4 separate regions of the Sus scrofa genome follow, and all the other regions are linked to region 1. The links are chromatin contacts, called in public HiChIP or PLAC-seq and promoter capture Hi-C maps. All regions are on one chromosome and are shown on one strand. Each heading gives the region's core, a stretch centred on a gene start, on an enhancer-like site or on the middle of the called end of the contact. The rest is flanking DNA. Distances are from core to core; before and after follow the strand shown. Region 1 holds the start of ELOVL1 (ELOVL fatty acid elongase 1). Region 2 holds the start of SVBP (small vasohibin-binding protein). Region 3 holds the start of SLC2A1 (solute carrier family 2, facilitated glucose transporter member 1). Region 4 holds the start of SLC6A9 (sodium- and chloride-dependent glycine transporter 1).

Region 1 (3,502 bases), core at 368-2,867:
GTGTCAGAAACCGTGCACGTCAAAGTCCAGGGTGGCCTCTCAGAGGAGGGCACTTGCTGCAGGCAGGAGGCGGGCTCCGGGTGGGCACATGTTTGCTATGGCCACGGGCAGCGGATTCTCGGGCCGGGCCGGGGAGAGCTATGATGGGGAGGGGCGGCGTATGGGAGGACGTGGGGCCTGACTGCGGTGGGGCAGTTGTGGGTCGGCGTGGAGGTGAGCGGGGGGCATCTGCGAGACGTGTGTGTGAGGGGGCACGTGTGAGGCCTCTGCGGCGTTGCACCTGCACAGGTGGTTCTCTGGGCAGGGGGAGCCTGGCTGATGGGAGCATCCTCCATGCTAGCTGTTCAGGGACGCCTGGTCCCTTAGGGACTGTCTCTGAGTCCCAAGCTCTCCTCGGGTCTGGGCCCAGGCTTTTGTGTCCCTGTGAGCCCTCCTCCGACATTCCTTCTGGCTCTGAGGGGGAGGGGGCCTAGCCCATCGGGACCCCTCCCTGAGGGAGGGGAGGATTCCTGAGACTTCCCCACTCCCACCCCCTCACGTGCCACTGGCCTCTCTGCCCCTCCCTGGGAGAGAAGGGCGATGGATCAATCGTACCCATTCTGAGGTAGGACAAACTGAGAATTCATGGCTAGTTGAGGAGAGGATGCTGGGCGTGGGTTTTCAGCAGTTCTCCTTGGGCCAAGGCTCGGGTTGGGGATGGAGTCTCGGGGGTGGGGGGTTCCTGGCTCAAAACCTAGAACCTTAGCTTTTCTGACTGGTCCAGCGTGGGTGCAGCATGGGTGGATGGTGGGACTCAGGCATCACATGGCTTTCTCAATCCTGGTGGGTCCTCCAGGCGCTGACCTGTGGCCTGGACCCACCCTCCACCCCATGCGCAGTTCAGCGGGGCGGGCGGGCAGAGGCGGGGCTGTGCCAGATCTAGTCAGACAGGTGGAGCCGCCAGGGCAGGAGTCTCAAAGAGCCAGGCTCCCCGAGAGGAGAGTGACAGGAGAGCGCCGGGACCAGAGGAGAGGCTGGAGGTGAGAGCCCTGCCGGGCCGAGGAGAGCCTTGGCGGGGCCGGTGCCCAGCTGGGGAGAGGAGGAAAGGCCAGCGGGGACCAGGAGCTGAGGGTCCCCGAGGAGAGAGGAGGGACCGTCTGGGAGCGGAGCATCCTGAAATGGGGCTGGAGAGGTTGAAGTGGGGGGATCCCTGGAGAGAAGGAAGCCCCAGAGCTGGAGACTGAGAGGCTTTGGCGAGGCAGGGAGAGGAGTTCCTGCTGGTGAGAGCTGAGATTCTCTGGAAGGAGACCAGAAGTGGAGCGTCCTCTTGCGGAAGAAGCGGGGCAGCAGGGGCATCAGGAAGTGAAGATCCCTGGAGAGGAGCAGAGTGAGGAGAGGAGAGGAAGGGTGGGACAGCCCTTCCCAGCAGGCAGGATGTGTGGGAAGCAGATGCCCCGCCGAAGGGCCCCTCCTAGCCCGTCCTCAGCAATTGCTTCCTCTCACTGCCCCATCCTTTCTGCAGTGAGGTGGTGCTGTTGCCCATCTGGCCCTGTCCTGTCTGTGGGTCAGGGGTGAAGCTAGGGGGCGGGGAGGAAGGCAGTCGGCCCCGTCTGACACCCATCCCTCCATACCTCGCCAGAACCCTTAGCCGGGATGGAGGCTGTGGTGAACTTGTACCAGGAGATGATGAAGCACGCAGGTGAGATGCTGGCCCCCGGCGCGGCCTCCTTCCCACCCTGAGGCCCCTGGGTCTAGAGCCGTCTCCTAATGGAGAGCCCGGACCCTTCCTTTGTGACCTGACCTCATGTCTGCACACCTGGTGTGGGGGACTCTCGGGACCCTGTGACCTTTCCTGACTCCTCTGACCCTTATTCACAGATCCTCGGATCCAGAACTACCCTCTGATGGGGTCCCCCCTGCTAATGACCTCCATCCTCCTAAGCTACGTGTACTTCGTTCTCTCACTTGGGCCTCGCCTCATGGCCAATCGGAAGCCCTTCCAGCTCCGAGGCTTCATGGTTGTCTACAACTTCTCACTGGTGGCACTTTCCCTCTACATCGTCTATGAGGTGGGCCCCTGGGATGCCTAGGCTTTAATTCTTGCTGGCAGGAGAAGGGGCGGGCCGGAGGCCGGAGCCGGAGCGTGGCCTCTCCTTTGCCGAGAGCTTCAGATGCATTGCTCTGTCTAGAGAATGGGGGGAGGGGGCGGGAAGCCTGGCAGTCTAACCCACGTCCCTTTGTAGTTCCTGATGTCAGGCTGGCTGAGTACCTACACCTGGCGCTGCGATCCAGTGGACTTTTCCAACAGCCCGGAGGCCCTGAGGGTAAGTAGGGGCCGGAGGCCAGGTCCTAAGTAGCCTAGGGATAGGAGCAGTTCGGGTATTCTGCGTGCTCTTGGGAGTCCTAAGGCTGCTCTGACTTCTTGCAGATGGTTCGAGTGGCCTGGCTCTTCCTCTTCTCCAAGTTCATTGAGCTGATGGACACAGTGAGTCGTCACATGAGATTCGAGAACTTCTCGGGGAGAAAGGCGTGAGGCACCCCTGGCTCTGAAACTCCTCTCCCACTCTTCTCTCAGGTGATCTTTATTCTCCGGAAAAAGGACGGACAGGTGACCTTCCTCCACGTCTTCCACCACTCGGTGCTCCCCTGGAGCTGGTGGTGGGGCGTCAAAATTGCCCCAGGTGAGCGGCGAAGGCCCCTGCGGGAGGGGAGGAGGGACCCGCACTGGGGACCCGAGGCCCCACTCTCCTGACCCCGTTCACTGTCCGCGTGCAGGAGGAATGGGCTCTTTCCACGCCATGATAAACTCCTCTGTGCACGTCGTCATGTACCTGTACTACGGGTTGTCCGCCCTGGGCCCTGTGGCCCAGCCCTACCTTTGGTGGAAAAAGCACATGACAGCCATCCAGCTGGTAAGCGGCCCGGGCCCGAGCCGTGACCACCCCCCGCAGCTCGCCCGGTCTGTCCGACCGACCTCGCCTGCGACCCGGCCCTCCCCCCGGCAGCCTGTCTCTCTGCCCCCGGCCTGCGGTCCTCTCGCGGTGCCCCTGACGCTGGCCTTGTCTTAGGTCCAGTTCGTGCTGGTGTCCCTGCACGTCTCCCAGTACTACTTCGTGCCGGCCTGCGACTACCAGTTCCCGGTCATCATCCACCTCATCTGGGTGTACGGCACGGTCTTCTTCGCGCTCTTCTCCAACTTCTGGTATCAGGCGTACACCAAGGGCAAGCGGCTGCCCCGCGTCCTTCCGCAGAATGGAGCTCCAGGGACCGCCAGAGTCAAGGCCAACTGAGACACACGGCCGAGCTGGACGCCCACCTAAGTGCCTCAGGACTGCACCTCAGGCAGCATCTGTCATTGTCCACCCCAGCGACACCTGTGGCCAGGACGGAGCAGGGGACAGGCATCCACTCCCCACAGCTGGTACACAGGGACCACTGCTTCCGTTCCTCCCCACGTCTCCCAGCCAGCCCCAGGGATGTGGCTCATGGCCCTCGGCCACTCCAGAGCTGGGGACCGAAAGGG
Region 2 (3,502 bases), core at 552-3,051, 750 kb after region 1:
TACTTCTGGGCCCTCCGTGCTGTTCCATTAATCTATGTGTCTGTTTTCATGCTGTTTTGATTACTGCTGATTTGTAGTATAGTCTAAAGTTAGGGAGCACATTTCCTCCAGGTCTCTTCTGCTTTCTCCATATTGTTTTGGCCATTCAGGCTCTTTTTTTTTCCATACAAATTTTAAAGTTATCTGTTCCAGTTCTATGAAAAATGCCGTTAGTATTGCAACAGGGTTTGCACTGAATCTGTAGATTGCCTTTGGTAGTAGCATCATTTTAACATTGATTCTTCCAGTTCGTGAACACATCTTTCTACCTGCCTGTGTCGTCAGTTTCTTTCTTTTGGTATCTTACAGGTTTCCAAGTACAAGTCCTTTACCCTCTTGGGTAGGTTTACTGTCTTATTTTTAAGTGTGCAGTACAGTGGTATCCACTGTATGTACATTGTTGTGCAACTGATCTCCATATGTTTTTTGTTTTGCAGAACTAAAACTCTATATCCATTGAACAACTCCCTTTTCCCCTTCCCACAACCCCTGGCAATCACCAATCTACTTTCTAAGAGTTTGACTGCTTTAGATATCTCATAGAAATGGATTCATGCAGTATTTGTCTTTTTGTGGGGTTGTGCTTATTTTCAAGGCTTGTGATATGCAGTGCTAAACTGACTCCCAAAAAGGCTGTGATCATTTACACTTTGGCTGAAAGTGTGTGAGAGTTCATCTGGGCTACACCTTCAGCGTTGCTTAGAATCCATCCTTGGTTTCAAGTCCTTAGTGGAAGAAAAGGAGTGGTCTTGAAAATGTTTTCTTTTGGATAGGCCATTGTCCTACACTAAATACTGACTGAAACACTTGCTAGGGACTTACTAGCTGTGTGATCTTAGACAAGTCACTTAACATCTCTGGGCCTCTGTTTCCTTATTTGTAAAATGGGGATAATAAGAGTATTTTTTTTTTTTTCTGTTTAGGGTCACATCTACAGCATATGGAAGTTCTGGGGCTAGGGGTCAAACCAGAGCTGCAGCTGCCAGCCTATGCCACAGACACAGCAACGCCAGATCCAAGCCACATCTGCAAACTACACCGCAAGCTACAGCAACGCAGGATCCTTAACCCACCGAACAAGGCCACGGATGGGACCCACACCTCAGGGTTCTTACCCTGCTGAACACAAAGGCAACTCCCATAGTATATTATTATACATATTTATTTGAGGAGTACATGAGTTAATGTGAAGCTCTAAGAACAGTGCCTGGAATCGAATCCCAGGAGAGAGGTAGTTATTGCTGTTGTTATTATTTCTAGACTGAACCAGACTTCTGCTGTCAAAGTACATTTCCTCCAGTCCTAAATAATCTAATAAGGGGAAGGTAAAAACCAGCTAAAATTACTGTAGTTGTAGAACTGCAGTTGCAAAGTTACCGATTTTCGGTGGACCTGAACGTTTCTCTCTGTTTACACTGGCCATCTGTACTTCTGCCGCAAGCCCCTTTTGCAAAGCGAACAGGACCTCACCATGCTCCCAACGAGCTTCCGAATCAAGAAGGCGGCAGTCACCAAGGCTACTCTTCGAACTGAAAACTCAGCCCCAGAGAGTCACAATTCCAGTCCCAGGACGCAGACGTCACCCTTCAAAGACTAGCGGCTGTCCCAGGAAACACTCCCGGGAAAAGGTTTTCCTGCTCCCGCCCCAGCTCCAACCCCCGCCGCGCGCCCCAGCGGGAAGCCCAGCACGCTCTCTGCGCACGCGCAGCCTTCCTGGGGCGGGGCCTCGCCAGGCCGGCCCGCGCCCCGCCCCGGCCCCGCCCCCGGCCCCGCCCCCGCCCGGCCGCGGCCCCGCCCCGTCAGAGGCGCGGCCCGCTCGGACTCCAGGCCCCAAGGTAGCGGAAGGCGAGGGTTCCCGCGTGGGGCCTTGCGCGCGGCGCGGCGGGGCCCGCGTCCCGAGGCCGGGGAGGGAGGCGCAGATCCCCGAGCGCCGCCCGCCCCCGCCGCCATTTTGCACCCCGCCAGGGCGGCGGCAGGAGGGAGAGCTCCCCTGGGGCCGGGCTTGGGCCCGGGCGGGGCGGCGGCAGAGGGCGGGCCCGGCGGGCAGAGCGGGCGGTGCCCGTCTGGGAGGGCAGCGGTGGGGCGGCTCTGGCCGGAGAGCCGGCGACCGCGCGGGGATGGGCCTCCTCGCGGCCCCGCTTGGAGACCTGGGCTGGCCCATCCCTCTGGGCCGCGGAGGCGTCCCCATCCTGGCAGCCCCACGCGGGATGCAGGGCGCGAGCGTGTGAACCGGTTCTCGGGGCCCTTCTAATTCGGTCCTCACTCTTGGGAGCAGCTCTTGGAAGGGGCCAGGCAATGGACTTGCTCCATTTTGCAGACAGAAAATCAAGGCTCAGAGTGGGGAGGAGATTTGCCTAGGGACGCCCAGCGAGATGGTGGCCGTGGAGCTCCCGTCGTAACTCCTCCAGTGCGGTGGCCCTTCTCCCCTGGGTTCCCTCTGCCGCCCCTGCCAAAAGAAGGGGCTGAGGTAGGGCATTAGTTAAGCCAGCAGTAAGTTAACTAATGGGCAGTTCGTTCGTTCTTTCTGGCTGTCGTTGTTTTGTTTTTTAGAGGGTTTTGTTTTGTTTTGTTTGGGGGGGGTATTTTTAGATCGGCCTCCTTCTGCACCATCCAGGTGAGAGCTAAGAAGTATTGCGAAGCCAAGTCATGGATCCGCCTGCACGTAAAGAAAAGTCCAAAGTTAAAGAGCCCGTTAGCAGAGTTGAGAAGGCCAAGCAGAAATCAGCCCAGCAGGAGCTGAAGCAAAGACAGAGAGCAGAGGTGAGAGAAAGGCGCACCTGCAGTCTGCGGGAGGGGATGCTGGAATGGAGAGAGGTCTGTGACGGGAGCCCTGCCTGCCTCCAGGCAGAACAGGTGTCTTCCCAGGTTTCCCAAAGGAGATCACTGAGGTCCAGACGGTGGGGGGCAGCCCAGAGTCACACGCCAAGGGTCAGTACCTCGGCCAGGTAGTCTCCAGACGAAGCAGAGCTTTTGCGGTGAGAACCTGAGGAAGGAGGAAAGGGGAACGAGAAGGGACCTGTAAGGGAGGGTCTCGCAAGGGAGTGAGAGACCGAAAGCGTCAGACACCGTAGGACAGACGGCCTGGATTTGGTCTGGAGAGTAGCTGCCGAAAATGAAGCAGCAGACGCCCAAGCTCTGCTCTCCCCATTCTGTTCCTTTGTTCAGGCTGCACTCACACAGCAACTTGACTGTTTCCATGAATATTTTATCTTTGTATTTAAGTAGAATTATGGGGTACATTTTCTAATTTACTAGGTGTTGCCAAATTGCTTTTCAGAGAGATTGTACAAGTCTGCACGCACATGAGCAGTGTAAGAGTTCTCGTTCCCCACTTCCTTTCCAGTGCTTACGGGTTGTCAGACTTTCAATTTTTGTTCATCGAATCCGCTCACTCACAATACTGAGCTGTTGCTACATGCCAGGCACTGCTGCAGGAACCTGAGCTGCATGAGTGGACCAGGCA
Region 3 (3,502 bases), core at 367-2,866, 650 kb after region 1:
AGGGGGTCACATTCCAGAGGTGCTTTGTGCTCTCAGGAGCGTTTTTATTTGGGGAGGTGGAGGTGGAGGGAGTCACGCAGGGGAAACAACCAGAGCAAAGGGGCAGACGTAGAAAGCACCAGTCTGAGGGCAGAGGCTGAGGCTGTACACTGGCCCCTGAGGGCCTTGCTGGCCAGGTGGGACCTTGTTGCCTCCAAGGAAGAAGGAAGGCAATGCCGGACATCCAAACAGGAGAGCGAGGGTCAGCACTGGAGCGGAAACCAGAGGCTCTGGAGGCCCTGCAGGCAGCAGGAAGGGGAGGAGGGGGAGGGGGTAGAGAAGATGAAATCCACAGGGGCTTCGGGAAGAGGAGGGGCGGCCCCAAGCTTTTCAGGCCGAGCAGCAGAGAGAGCATAGACTCTGGAGTCGCAGGCAGGGTGTGCCGGGAGGGGGCCTGCCTTCCCTTCCAGGGCTCCTTGCCCAGCCAGGCTGCCCCCTAGGCCAGCACAGGACCCACAGCCCAGACAAAGGACTCCAGGGGTCACGTGGCCAGCTGGGCTCCGCCTTCCCCACAGAAAGTAACCCCTTTCTGGCCCCCTCCACAGCCAACAGGACCCCCAGCCTAAACTTCGGATTTTGTCCAGACCTTTGGACGGGGTGTCTTTCTTTTCACTGTGTCTCAAATAAGACACAATTCTACAAGAAGAAGTGAGGTGCGGTCATCAGATGGAATAAGGTGAACTGTCACCACTACCACGAGAGGGGGACTTCCTGCCGGCCAGCCTGGGCGTCTGTGGACACTGGAGCTCTGCAGAGAGCAGATGAAGTTGGCAGGGTGATCCTTCTGGTTTAGCCAGGAGAAAGCTGGGCCTCGTGGGCCAGCCTGCTTCTTAGATCACCCAGGGCTGGTCTACAGCGAAGCTGGTTCAAACCCAAGGTCTCCTGTGTGATTGTTCTTCACATTTTCCACACTCACCTGTCACCACAGAGGCACAGGTACTGTCAGGGGCCGAGAAGGCTTCACAGAGGAGGTGATGATAAAGTCCAGAGAAGAGGCGGGTACGGATTTCCAGGCAGGGGGCCCAGCCTGTGCTACAGCAAGGCTTCGCTTACAAACGGGAATGTGGGGGTGGAGAGGGAAAGGGAGGAGACCGCGGAGCGAGACCTCCCGTAGCCTATGACATACTGAAACACCACTGACCACGTAACAGACGCTGTTCTGAACACTCCACAAATATTAACTCACTTAATCTTCATAACAAACCTATGAGGTGGTACTAGCGCTACCGCTGGTTTCGCGAAGCTATCCGGTGGCGAAGTGAGGACTCGCTCCTAAGCGCGACCCTGGGCCGCTCCTACTTTGTCTCACAGCCGGTAGCAGCGCCTCCATTTTGCTGGAGGCCGCTGAGGCTCAGAGAGGTGCGCACACTTGCTGAGGGTCACACAGCCAGCGAGCCGCCGGGACCCAGAGACCCAGGGAGACCCGCAGCCGGAGCAAGGTCTCCGCGCCGAGCCCCCCGCCCCCTTCCCGGGGCCGGGGCCCGGGCCCCCTCCCCGCGGAGCCCCGCCCCGGACGTGCCCCAGGCCCCGCCCCAGACCCTGCCCACCCCTCCGCCCCCCGCGCACCAGCCGCGCCAACCAATGGCTGGGGTCCTATAAACGCGACTGTCCCGGCGCTCAGAGGTAACCCGGGCGAGCATTCAGATCGCGGGCCGCTGGTCCCAGGAGCTGGCTCGCTAGCGAGCGGGAGGCCCAGCGACCGGAGTCGGAGTCAGGGTCGTGGTCGGAGTCTCAGGACCGGAGCAGAAGCCTGAGCCGCAGAGCGCAGCCCGCTCGCCAGCCCGTCGCCGCCCGCGCACCCGGCGCTGCCCGAGCCTCCGGCGCAGCGCGGCCATGGAGCCCAGCAGCAAGGTGAGAAGCGCGCCCGCGGGCCCTCCCCGCCCGGAACAAAGGCGCGGACCCCCGCCGCCCCCTCCGCGGGCCTGGACCTCCCCCGTGGCCCGGCAGCGCGGTGCGCCCTGGGCTGGCGGCGCGCCTCCCTAAGCCTCGATCGGCGCCGGCCTGGAGCGCTGGACCCTGCCGGGGCTGGGGACGCGGGCGGGGATGGGTTCGGGAATCTGGCTGGCGCGAGGGCGCCGCGTGCGTAATTGGCGTCCGCACTAAGTCACTGTCTTCCTTCCAGGGACGCGGCGCGGTCCCGGCGAGCACGTCGGGGCGCGGGCGCGGCACGTCGCTCACGATCTCCCCAGCGGCGGTCCCGCGCAGACTCCTCCCGGGGCGGGGGAGGGGGCCCGAGCGCGGCGCCCATTGGCTGAGCCGGCCGAGCCCCCGGCCCGGCCCCGGCCCGGGTGAGCCGAGGAGGCGGGGCCCGCCCCCGCTCGGCGGGCTCCGAACCTCTGCTCGCGATTGCCCGGCGCCACGCTGGGCGCGAGGCCTGGTGTCGCGAGCTTTCCGCGGCCTCGCGCCGTCCGCACGCCAGCCCTCCGGGGCTCCGAGGCGTAGGGCGCTCTCTTAAGGCCCGGGCCCCAGCCCCAGGGTTCCCGGCTCCAGGGCTGAGGCGAAAACCCCGCCTCCGAGGCCCTTCTTTCCGCGTATCGCAGGCCCCAGAGCTTTGGCCAGGTCCCGGGGTGCTGCGAGGTGGCAGCTTTCCCGGCTCGGGCAGGGCTGGTGAGGGCGGGGCGGAGAGAGCGCCCCGGGCGCAGCCGCCGCGATCCCAGGGGGCCGAGGGTCGGGAAGGGGCCCCGGGCTGAGGGGAGTGGGAGGACGGCGCGTGGGGGGGAGTCGCGGGGCCGGGGACTCCGAATACAAAAAAGAGGACTCCTCCTCCGGGAGCAAAGCACTGCCTGGGTACGACCTCTCCCTCCTCCCTCCCTCCTCTCTTCTTTTCATCCGTAAACTGGCCTGTCCTACAGGGGATCTTTGAGGCTTCCCCAGAACGGTTCCTTTCCGGCAAATATTTCTTGGGCCCCACCTCAAGTGTAGGCATTGTTTCCTCCCTCCCTTCTTCCCCCTTCTACCGAGTATTTTTAAGTCACATTTTCCTCTGAAGCTCGGCAGAGGTGACACAAGATGACTCGCTTTTTACACCCTGCGTGCCGGGGGACCGCTTACCTCCGCACCGCCCTTCCTTTGGGCAGTGGAGGTGTCCGACGGAACTGAGCCCGGGCTCGGCTGGGCAGAGAGGTGCGTGTCAGTGACGCTAGGCTGTACCCTCTGTGCAAAAAGGCTCCTTTATGTCTGATGAATCCAACCTGCTTCACCCCACCCTCGCCCTTGGGCCTCAAAGAAGACCCTGAGCCCAGAACACGCCTCCTGACAGTCATAGGTGAGCCATTATGCTAGGATAGAAAAACAAAAATAAAACGAGAAGCTATTTTAGCTAGTGGTGAGAACTTAAGTTTAGATACTTGCTGTGCTAGGTCAGGGCTCTGGCAGGCCACTTAACCTCTCTGGGCTTCAGTTTCACTGTAAGGGTAAGAACTGTCTGTCCAGCATGTGTTGCAGGACCTGGGTGTGTGTGTTG
Region 4 (3,502 bases), core at 333-2,832, 620 kb before region 1:
GACGTTAGGGACATCAGGTGGTCAAGTTGTCAGGCCCCCTGGGCACTAGGCCCCCTGGGTGGTGGACACGGGGGCTCTGGGTGCGGAGAACTCTGGATTTCAGGTTCTCGGCAGGGTTGGGGGCTCTGGCAATGGGAATTCTGGACTTTGGGATTTCCAAGATATGTAAGAATCGGAACATTGAAATGCTCTGGAAATCAGGGCTGCACCCCAGGCAGGGCCAAAGTCAGTGTTTCTGAGCTGTGTGCCTAATTTTACCTGTAGCTGCTGGGATCCAGTCTGGACCCTGCTCCGATTCCCATAATTGGCTCATGCTGTCCCCGTGGACCAGGGCCAAAGAAAGCACAACAGGATGGCCTGAAGGGCACGTGGTGCCCCAGAGACAGCTCTTGGGTCTGGAACCGATCTATCCCACTCCCTTGCATTGTGACAGGGCGGGGAAGGTGCCAGGCACTGACCACTACAAGTTCAAGGGAGGAAGAATCTGAGAGCAGAGCCCAGCTGCTGAGGCTGGGGCTCCACGCCCTGTCAGGCCAGGCTGCAACTCAAAGCCACATCCAGCCTCCCCCACCATCTCCGCAGGGCCCCTCAGCACTCCTCCACCAAGGTGCCCAGCGCTGCCAGCTGCCACAGTGCCTTCCAGAAGCGGCGCGAGTCTGGTCTTATCCTATCCCACCAGACTTACACCTAAGCATACTCCCCCGGGGCCCAGCAGAGGCCTTGATCTTGCAGGCTGATGATGACAAGTGAAACCAGTCAGCATTAGGGGATCTGACCCCGGGCCCAGCCCTCCCAGGAAATAGCGCTGCAACTGGAGCTCCTGAGACACGCCCTGGCCCGCAGTGGGTGGGGCCCAGCCACCGAGCTGCCCCTCCTCTTGCTGCCCTGCCCCAGGAAGAAGCTCACCAGCCAGCGAAGATGTCTGACCCCATCAGTCCTCCTCTCGGTCCTCTGGCCCAATGCCCCTCCTCTCCCCACAGTGGTCCAGGCTGCCGGTGCCCTTCCCACCCCGTGGGCCAGCTGCCCAGGGCCGGGAGCTCACAGCTGGGGATGGAGGCCATCCCAGCTCTGACCTGGGCTAGGCCCAAACCTACCTCCCTTGGGGCCTCCTTCTGGTTGGAAAAAAACGGCTACTTTAGTCCCTGCCTCGTGGAGACGGCTTTTCAAACCAGAACCTTTTCACATAAGCTTCTCCCAGGGACTCAACTCACTGTGTGGCTGCCTGAAGCCCTTTCTAGATCAAGGTGGGTAACATACACACATCTGTAAATCTCTCCAGATGAACGCAAACATGCTTTGTGTTACATCAGCTGCCTGGCACAACCCACGCGGGCAACGTCTCCAACTTGCCCAGACACCCCAGGGAAAAATCTCTTTTACCCACCGCATGGGTTAAAGCGTGAGGCTGCCTCCCTGTCCCCAGATTAATCCCCAAACTCTTTCTCCCGAATAGAGGCTCAGGGGACTGAATTCTGAGCACCCCCCCCTCTTCTTCCACCCCCACCTCCCCCCGACCCCCAGCCACAGGTCTTGACAGTCTCTGGGAGACTGGCAGTGAGCATCTGGCAGTCTGTCTGTCTCCCTTCATATGGAGTCCGAAGCGTGAGGGGGGACGCCCCACTGTCCCTGGCCATGGCAGTCCCAGAAGCTTCACTGATCTTCAGTGCCCTCTTCGCAGCCCCCAGCCCACCCCCAGTCTACTGGAGGAAAGTTGGCCATTTGCCATCGTCTCAGCCTCTTCCTCACCCCATTCCACTACCTGGGGACTCTTTCAACAGCCTCCCTCCCGCCTTCCCCGTGTGGCAGCCCTTTTTGACAAGCCCCAGGGGGAGGGAGGGAAGGAGGGAGAGACCAGCAATTAAATTTACGTCCTATGCGGTGGGGTGGGGCTTGGATCACCCGTGCCGGCCCCCACCCAGAGCCAGGCACGCACACCCATACATACCACTACACAGAGCTGCTGCAGTGCCCACTGTCACTCCTCCACAAACACAGATCCACCTACACAAATCCACGGGGGCAGGGGGCACAGGCTCCACAGCCTGCTCAGGGAGCGGCGAGTGCGCGCACACAAGACACCTGCAACTCGTTCACAGGAGAATAAAAATCACAAACATGCTATACCTGCCAGGTTTGGGAACAAAGTAACAATGAAAATAATCTTGCTGATGAGAATAATGTCTCCAGACCTCCCCAGATCTGATTACATCCCTAATGTGAACAGGTTATAAGTTCCGAGTTGGCAGAGCCCGGGGGGGATGCCTTGTGCAATGGACGGCATGTGTAGCCTGAGAACTGCCTTGGCAAGAAGTGTCTGTGCCTGACACCTGTTATACTGCCCAGTGCCTCTGACAGTAAATTAATAACGTGGAATCTCACTCTTCAATTGATCTTGTGGGAGTTTCGCATGTGTGAATCAGCTTCTTAGAGGCTGACTATCCCCAGGGAACAAATAAAACTGGTTTCCTGGCCAGATGACAGTGAGGCTAGAATCAGGGTGCAGAGAAGAGACCATCTCTCCAGGTTGGTGCCCTCCCTGAGCAGAGGGCACTCTGCCGGGGGGCAACAGTGGTTCCCTGACAGCCAGTACGAAAGGCCCCTTCTTCTTGAAAGCTGGTGGCTCTTAAGGTAAGCAAATATGGGAGCTCCTTTCCACCAACCGCCAAGTATTGCTGCCCAAAGGCAGCCTGGAGCAATATGTTTTGTGCATTTTACAGGACAGGAAACAGGCTCCGCAAAGCTCCCTCTGCCAAAGTCTCTGCTTTAGCTGGAACTGGAACCCAGGTCTGTCTCCCTGGGGAGGTAAGTGGGGGTCCAGGTTGGTATCTGCAGCCCCTGTAACAATATGGCCAGCATAGAGCTGACCAAACCAATTTAGGGGAGGGTCAGTGGAGAAAGGACCCCCAGGCCTCGCGTCCCAAGGAGTAGGACCCAGGCCTTACCCAGCTGTGCCCACAGTCCCTAGCGGCGCTGCTCCAAAGGGAATGGAATTTGCTCTGACTTCTCTCTAGGGGGAACGCAGGCGCAGAAGGCCGGGGGCCTGGCAGGCTAACTCCAGCCTCAGCCCCCCCCCCCAAGTGCCCCGGCCTTCTGGCTTCATTCCAGCCCTACCCGAAGGGGACGACATCTGCTTCCTCCAAGGGCCCCAGCTGGAGGGCAGCGAGGCAAAGGTGGAGAAGGGGGCTCCTTGGCAGTGCGCACTTCCAGGGGTTCGCGGGGATCAATCATCTGAAAGCTAGAGAGACTGCAATTTTATTCTGTGGGAGGAGGAGCCTGAGAAGTCGGACGGGGGTGGGGATGAGATGGGGGCGGAGGGGGATGGCAGAGCGGCCAGGGGTGCAGTTCAGAGAGGGGAGGGACTTGGCTAGGTCTCCCAAGCCTTCTCCACTCTCCAAACTTTCACCAAACTCTTTGCCCCCGCCTCCCCGAAACCAAAACACAACAAGCTCAGGAGGAGCGGCGAACGGCGCGGCGGGGCGGGCAGACTTGCGGCGGCACTGAG

The links. Promoter capture Hi-C pulls out the DNA fragments that hold promoters and counts their contacts. HiChIP or PLAC-seq counts read pairs in DNA pulled down with a chosen protein or histone mark.
Region 2: a contact with region 1 is called in a promoter capture Hi-C map of fetal liver, with 5 times the contacts expected there. The contact joins the promoter of SVBP here to the promoter of ELOVL1 in region 1. A contact is called at or near these places in 1 of 5 promoter capture datasets (fetal liver) and 1 of 2 datasets of contacts at active chromatin or transcription factors (alveolar macrophages).
Region 3: a promoter capture Hi-C map of fetal liver shows a contact between it and region 1, with 4 times the contacts expected there. The contact joins the promoter of SLC2A1 here to the promoter of ELOVL1 in region 1. A contact is called at or near these places in 1 of 5 promoter capture datasets (fetal liver), 1 of 47 Hi-C or Micro-C datasets (heart right ventricle) and 1 of 2 datasets of contacts at active chromatin or transcription factors (skeletal muscle).
Region 4: a contact with region 1 is called in an H3K27ac HiChIP or PLAC-seq map of alveolar macrophages. The contact joins the promoter of SLC6A9 here to the promoter of ELOVL1 in region 1. A contact is called at or near these places in 1 of 5 promoter capture datasets (fetal liver) and 1 of 2 datasets of contacts at active chromatin or transcription factors (alveolar macrophages).

What each region holds. Positions count from the first base shown.
Region 1 is chr6:167,882,357-167,885,858 of Sscrofa11.1, forward strand. It overlaps ELOVL1 (ELOVL fatty acid elongase 1), which reads left to right and starts at 1,618. Exons shown (of 7, transcript NM_001167647.2): 1 at 1,618-1,678; 2 at 1,858-2,048; 3 at 2,223-2,303; 4 at 2,408-2,464; 5 at 2,555-2,660; 6 at 2,755-2,891; 7 at 3,048-3,269. The coding sequence starts at 1,633. The coding sequence ends at 3,269.
Region 2 is chr6:168,627,208-168,630,709 of Sscrofa11.1, forward strand. SVBP (small vasohibin-binding protein) reads left to right here and starts at 1,802. Exons shown (of 3, transcript XM_021096913.1): 1 at 1,802-1,874; 2 at 2,629-2,799. The coding sequence starts at 2,686. The region is part of intron 1 of ERMAP (erythroid membrane-associated protein); the gene reads right to left.
Region 3 is chr6:168,533,782-168,537,283 of Sscrofa11.1, forward strand. It overlaps SLC2A1 (solute carrier family 2, facilitated glucose transporter member 1), which reads left to right and starts at 1,617. Exons shown (of 10, transcript XM_021096908.1): 1 at 1,617-1,890. The coding sequence starts at 1,873.
Region 4 is chr6:167,265,611-167,269,112 of Sscrofa11.1, forward strand. It overlaps SLC6A9 (sodium- and chloride-dependent glycine transporter 1), which reads left to right and starts at 1,583. Exons shown (of 15, transcript XM_021096817.1): 1 at 1,583-2,628; 2 at 2,718-2,802.